2 separate regions of the Zea mays genome follow, and region 2 is linked to region 1. The links are chromatin contacts, called in public Hi-C maps. All regions are on one chromosome and are shown on one strand. The core of a region is the stretch at or near the end of the contact, and the rest is flanking DNA. Distances in the headings are between cores, read along the strand shown.

Region 1 (3,176 bases), core at 24-2,523:
GAACAAAGACCCAAGGGTGTGTTTATCGCCGCGGGAAAGGAACATTGGAGTTGATCGGATACAGTGATGCCAATCACGCCGGAGACGGTGATGACAGGAAGAGCACCTCTGGCGCAATCTTCTTCCTTGGCCAGAGCCCGGTCAGCTGGCAGTCCCAGAAGCAGCGTGTGGTGGCGCTATCGTTATGTGAGGCAGAATACATCGCTGGCGCCACCGCGGCGTGCCAAGGAGTATGGCTGTCACGCCTGCTTTCAGACTTGCTGAACACAAAGGTCGTCGCGCCAATCCTCTACATCGACAACAAGTCTGCGCTTGCCCTCGCCAAGAACCCAGTACTTCATGATCGAAGCAAGCACATCGACATCCGCTTCCATTTCATTCGAGACTGTCAGCAACGGCTCGTTGGAGACGGATTTCGTCCGCACCGAAGATCAGATAGCTAATATACTCACAAAGCCACTTCCGCGCGAGCGTCTTCAGGAACTGCGGATACGAAGTGGTGTCACCAGTATTGAACCAGCACAACACATTTAGGGGGAGATTGTAGAAGAATAATTTGTAGCGCTGGTGTCTAGATTTTTTAGAGTCTAAAGTTAGTTGTGTTAGTGGTCAGCACGTCGTGGCCTTCTCGCGCGGTCGTTGCGGAAGTGCGTTGAGTAGTCTCTGCTTGCATGCAGAGTCAAATGGTGGAACTAGAAAACTGGGCATAGTGGCCACGATTTTGGCTGTGGGATGGCACAACCGCTTAGGGAGCATGGATACATGCAACTAGGGACTTAGCTCCACCTATAAATGCGTCAAATAAATAGGAATGGAAATCAGAGAAGCAGACATAATACGCTGCGCCAAAAGACTCGTGTACTCACTGTCTTCCTCATTTTTCAGTTAATTGTATTCGTAGAGAGGAAGAGACAGTTCGGGTGTTCTAGCGACGGATTGGTCCTTGCTTAGAAGCCAACACACTCAACGAGTGTTCATTACTTCCAACTGATCTTGTGTGTTGTGCATTTTCGCTTATCATGGAGTGCTTGCCAAAAGACGGTGGCCGACACTCTGGCGAACTCTGACAACTGGTATCAAAGTCGATTAGAGTCTGGGAAAAGAGATCACGATGCAGTGTCTTTGTTGGGATCACAAACGCGAGTTCATCGACGACCTGATGGACGGACGTGGTCCATCACTAAGAGACCATGATGCGGACAGCTCAGGTGGAGGTGTGGTTGTGCAGCGAGTGGTTCATGAGGTTGGTGTTGAACCAACTATCACATCCTTAATAGGAACAACTACACCGACTTGGCATCATTGATGATGCTGAGGCTCAAGGCCCGAGCGCTCAAGGCAGTAATCGATCCAGGTGGCAACATCTACATGAGGATATGGTGGCGCTATACGTGATGGCGACTGTTGTCTCAACGGAGATGATGTTGTCCATTGCCAACAAGGTGACACATCCAAGGAGGCTTGGGACGTGATCACGACCATGCGGGTCAAGGATGACTATGTCAGGAAGGCAATATGACGCGAGGATCAAAGTGTCAAGGATTACTCGATGTGTTTGGGTGGTATAGTGGCACAATTGGTGACTCACGATGCGGAGGTGGACAAGGCCACAGTGGTGGGGAATTTTCTGTCTAGTGAGTCAGAAAGGGTCAAGAAGATTGTGGTGGCGATTCAGACACTACTCGATATGTCAATACTCACATTAGCAGAGGCGACAGTGCAGTTGTACGCCATGGAGGAGGAGCTATAGCCGCCATCGATATCGGTCCATCACAACGACAAGCTCTACCTCATAGAAGCATGCATGCGAGTGACAGCACACATGGTGGCTCTAGCTGTCATGATGGTAGAAGCAGCCATACGAGAGGACACAGAGGTAACTCGAACACATCATCTTCTTCATCTGGGCAGGAGGAGGAACCAAGATCGATAATGACCAATGCATGAAGTGTGGGAAAATTGGGCATTAGGCTCGTGAATAATGGCCCTGGCCCAAGACCAAGAAGGAGCAAATGAACGTGGTTCAAGAGTAGGAGACATTGATGTTGATGAGAATCGCACATAAAATTTGACACTCCATGAGTGCTCCAAGTCGAAGCATAAATCCATTGTCCAGTCAACACCTTTCATCACAAGAGGTACTTCGACATTGGTGCATTTAAACTCAAGGATATCAGGTGTCTAGGTACACTTGCACAAAGAAGAGGCTTTCGTTCAACTTGGAGCGAGGGAGGATTGGAGGAACGTAACTCAAAGCTCTAGATCCACGACACCGTGGCCATGAACGACCACATATCAGATGAATTCTTTTCCTTGCCATAATCTTCCTTACCTCAACCTGTCCAACTTATATCCCACATAAATAGTAATTGGATATCTATACTCTCCTAATCACCCACTATTGACTATAAAAAAAATTGAGACTGGATTTCTGAATCAATTATAGACTAAAACTTGAATTACAAACCAATCCTTCTGTATCCATTTTCTTACAAATCTCGAGGACGAGATTTTTGTAAAGGGGGTAGGATTTGTAATACCCAAATTTGTAAACCATGGTAATGGAGATAATTCTCTTATTTGCTTTGTTTCAATTTAACTATGCATGTGAACAACCATATTTAAAGGGATTAAATGACTAATGTCAACTAAACAACATGTGCATCATATTGGAGTCTTGTTTGTTGTGCATATAATAATAATAGCAACACTATTAATCAAAATATACTAATAAGAAAATTGAATTGGAACCCTAAATTGAAATTTGGGATTTGAAAATGGAAATGGAAAAAGGAAAATATAAATAAAAATATACATAAATCTACCCCTTTTTAACTTGGTACTTTTATTGGTGCATAAAACATGTGTACAGTCTTCAAGTCAAATTTGAATTCAAATACCGGATTTGAAATTTGTAAAGAAAATTTAAAATAAAATAAAAAGAAAAAAGAAACATAATCCATTTGGGCTGACTGATCCGCTTTTGGCCCACGTCCCTCTCATCACGCGCGCTCGGCCTAGCTCATGGGGGTAGCGCCGACAGGAAGGGGCCACCAGACAGCCGCTCACTCTCGCTCTTCTCCTCACCCGTCCTCTGGTTCGCGGGGTCCGCTGTACAGCCAAACACACACGCTGGCAATGCTCCTTCCTTCTTCTCCCCCAAATCCGCACTGGAC
Region 2 (2,920 bases), core at 236-2,735, 37 kb after region 1:
CCACCTTGTTGATCCTCGACATCTCCTCGGTGTACTCCTCCAGCGCCTTGGCACGCTTCCTCTCCGACTCACTCTACAAAGGAAGGACCGGAGATCAATGAAAACGAAACGAGGTCGTCGTCGTTCCGACAAATCTTCTGAAAACAAGCAGAACCAAACCTCATCTTTCAGCTGCTTTTGGCGCCTGGCATTGGCCTTCTTCTCGGCCTCCCATGCAGCAATCGTCTGCATCGTCTCGTTGTACCTGCAGGCAGGAATTTGTGGCAGATTAAATTTGAATATAATCTGCGTGCCTCGAAACAAGTACATCGATCATCAAACTGATCACCAGCCGCTTACTTCCTCTTGATTCTCGCCAGCTTCTCCTTCTCCCACGCATCTGCCATGGCTTCGTTTTCGCTGGAGAACGCCATTGGTCCACCGGACGTGGTGGCAGCTCCGCTGTCCCTACTACCGGCCGCCGAATACGAGCTCGACGCCTTGTCCGATGGCCGTGCCGTTGGCGGCGGCGGCGGCGGCGCTGTTGTCTGGTTCCCCTGATCTTGCTCGAATCGCCTACTTCCTCTCTTCTCTGACGGTTTCCGGGTGAAACTGAAGTCCTTCCTTACGCGTAGTGCAGGATCAGCGAGAGCAGGGAGCCTTTCGTCTGAGGCCGCACCCTCTGCTGGTGCTGGCTTCTTCTGAGCCGGTCTTAGTGGCCGTTTCACTGACACGTTAGCTGAAATTTCACCCCGGGCCATGCATATGATGCCAGCAGAAAGCAAAAGAAAAGTTCGAAATCAAAATTCCAGTTATTAGATATATATATATATATAGTATGTACCCTGTTCATCTTGGTAGTCATCGTCTATGGGCTCTTTGCCAGTGAACCATCTCGAGGAAGAGGACCTTCTGCCTTCGAAATTTGGCTTCTCCAGGCTCTCGCCTCTCTTGGTTGTGCGTGCTGACTTGCTGGACTGCTTGTTTCCACGCGCAAGCCTGTCCGCGGCAGCATACGGCGTGCTCTCTTGAGACGCTGACAGCCTCTCCTCTCGCGCGGCGATGGCGTAGGCGACTGCTGCCACCGTGGCCGCGTACGCCGCGTCGTACTCCTCTGCCGCATCACTCGCTAAAACAGAAATGCGAGAGCCTGCATTAGACATCAGTCACCTGCCTCGCCAGTTTTTTAACCGTCGCGGAAGCTTATTTTAGTTTCACCTCTGCGTGAACTCGTCCTTCGCTGTGATGGTAGTGGTACTGTCTCGCCGCCCTGCCTCACCCCAGAGAAGCTGACCCTGTGCATGCGAAGAGCAAAGCAAACGCCACATATATATGGTTATGAATTTGAGCACCAAGATGGACCGGAGGATTGGAGGCAGAACACCAAGCCGGATGAAGCGACAAAGGCCTCTTGCAATTTTTACTACCTCAGATGTTTCAGGTCGTCGTCCATGGTGCATGCAAAAACAACAATTCGTGAACAAAGCAAATTAAAAGCTCGATCTTTGCGTACGTGTAATGCTTAAGCAAGCTTTGTACTTGAACGCTATATAGAGAGGATCTGAGGAGGAGGAGGAGGAGGTTAGAGAGGGTATCAAGGTAAGTAAGAGCTGAAATACACGACACGAAAGCGCTAGTCTCGGAGGCACGGAATGCAGACGAGGCGGGGGCAGGGCGGATCAGAATCACTTTGCCCAGTTGAAATCTCAAAGAATCGTTCAATCCAGGGCAACCTTTTGCTTGCCCGGCCGATGGATTAGGAGAAATTCTTTCCTTGTCTTGCTAAGCCACATCATGCGTGAGCGTGACCTTGACTGATCACTCCTGCTGCATAGTACCACAGTGCACACGCACATTCCGATCCATCCGATACGGTCTTCAATGCAAGCTTGACGTGCCGTCCGGTCCCGTCCATCGGAGGCTCAGGCTCCTCTGATCTTGACGTGCAGGTCAGATGGCAGCTAGCACAGTAACAGCGCGATCGAACAACAGAGAAAAGCAGAACCACTCAACCACACACAGTGCTCGTTCGCAGGCTCACCTCAACACGGCCGTCCGATGGCGACGGCTACTGTGCCGTCCCCTGACAACGGTCACGACAAGGCTACCACGTCATCCTCACCTCACCGGTTGGCTGGCGCTGGCCATAGCCGTCGTCTTCTCTCTAGCTAGCTAACCCCTCCTCATTCCTTGCGCACCTCAAAACCAGCGCCTCTCATTCATTCCTCCTCTGCTTTCTTCTTCCCAAGCAACGTACTAACCGATGCGACTGGCGGTTCTGGTGCTCCCGGCGGCGGCGGCGGCGCCCATCGTGCTCTAGACTAGCCAAAGGCAAGCGCTTGGGTGGGGATTAATGATGGGCGGTGTGGCTCAGTTGGTGGTGGTGGCTGCGCTCTTGGCCACTGCGGCCGCCGCGCCGACGGCGGCGGCGGCGGGGGCACTGCCAAGCGAGGTGGCCGTGGGCGCCCTCTTCACGTACGACTCCACGATTGGCCGCGCCGCGCAGCTCGCCATCGAGCTCGCCGTCGACGACGTTAACGCGGACGACAAGGTGCTCGCGTGGACCAAGCTCAACTTGGTGTCTATGGACACCAACTGCAGCGGCTTCCTCGGCACCATCAAAGGTTGGGTCTTTTCCGGTCCGCTTCGTCTATCTTTTTTCTCTTTCATGCATGTGTCAATTAAGGATTAGAACTTTCACAAAAGTTTTTTTCCAAAGATGTTTTAGAGACGGTTGTGCTAAGTAAAATGCTCCCAAAAATACAGATATTTTCAGAGATGAACGACTAGACTACTGAGCTCCACTTTTTCGAGCTTTTCTAAATCGTGTCTTTAGATCATAAGCAACCAATAAAAGAAGATAAATGAATATGACCATTAAGTAACGAAGGTAATATGTAAAACAAGAAGAACAAATATATCACTCATCTAAATAAGCACA

Evidence for each region. Hi-C and Micro-C count contacts between places; a contact is called where the count stands out from the background.
Region 2: a contact with region 1 is called in a Hi-C map of leaf, with 3 times the contacts expected there. The contact joins the promoter of LOC100193618 here to the enhancer-like site in region 1. A contact is called at or near these places in 4 of 25 Hi-C or Micro-C datasets (bundle sheath and leaf).

What each region holds. Positions count from the first base shown.
Region 1 is chr5:48,159,353-48,162,528 of Zm-B73-REFERENCE-NAM-5.0, forward strand. No RefSeq gene overlaps it. Among protein-coding and RNA genes, the nearest start is that of TRNAT-GGU, 12 kb to the right of the region's middle. Within about 2 kb of position 1,274, at least 2 of the 20 cell types and tissues checked have an H3K27ac peak or open chromatin away from gene starts, as enhancers often do. A contact at or near this core is called in leaf, where this site is marked.
Region 2 is chr5:48,195,729-48,198,648 of Zm-B73-REFERENCE-NAM-5.0, forward strand. LOC100193618 (Remorin family protein) reads right to left here and starts at 1,486. Exons shown (of 6, transcript NM_001138719.1): 1 at 1,407-1,486; 2 at 1,198-1,274; 3 at 824-1,108; 4 at 340-718; 5 at 160-244; 6 at 1-73. The coding sequence starts at 1,432. It overlaps LOC103626311 (glutamate receptor 3.5), which reads left to right and starts at 1,895. Exons shown (of 6, transcript XM_008646703.4): 1 at 1,895-2,603. The coding sequence starts at 2,333.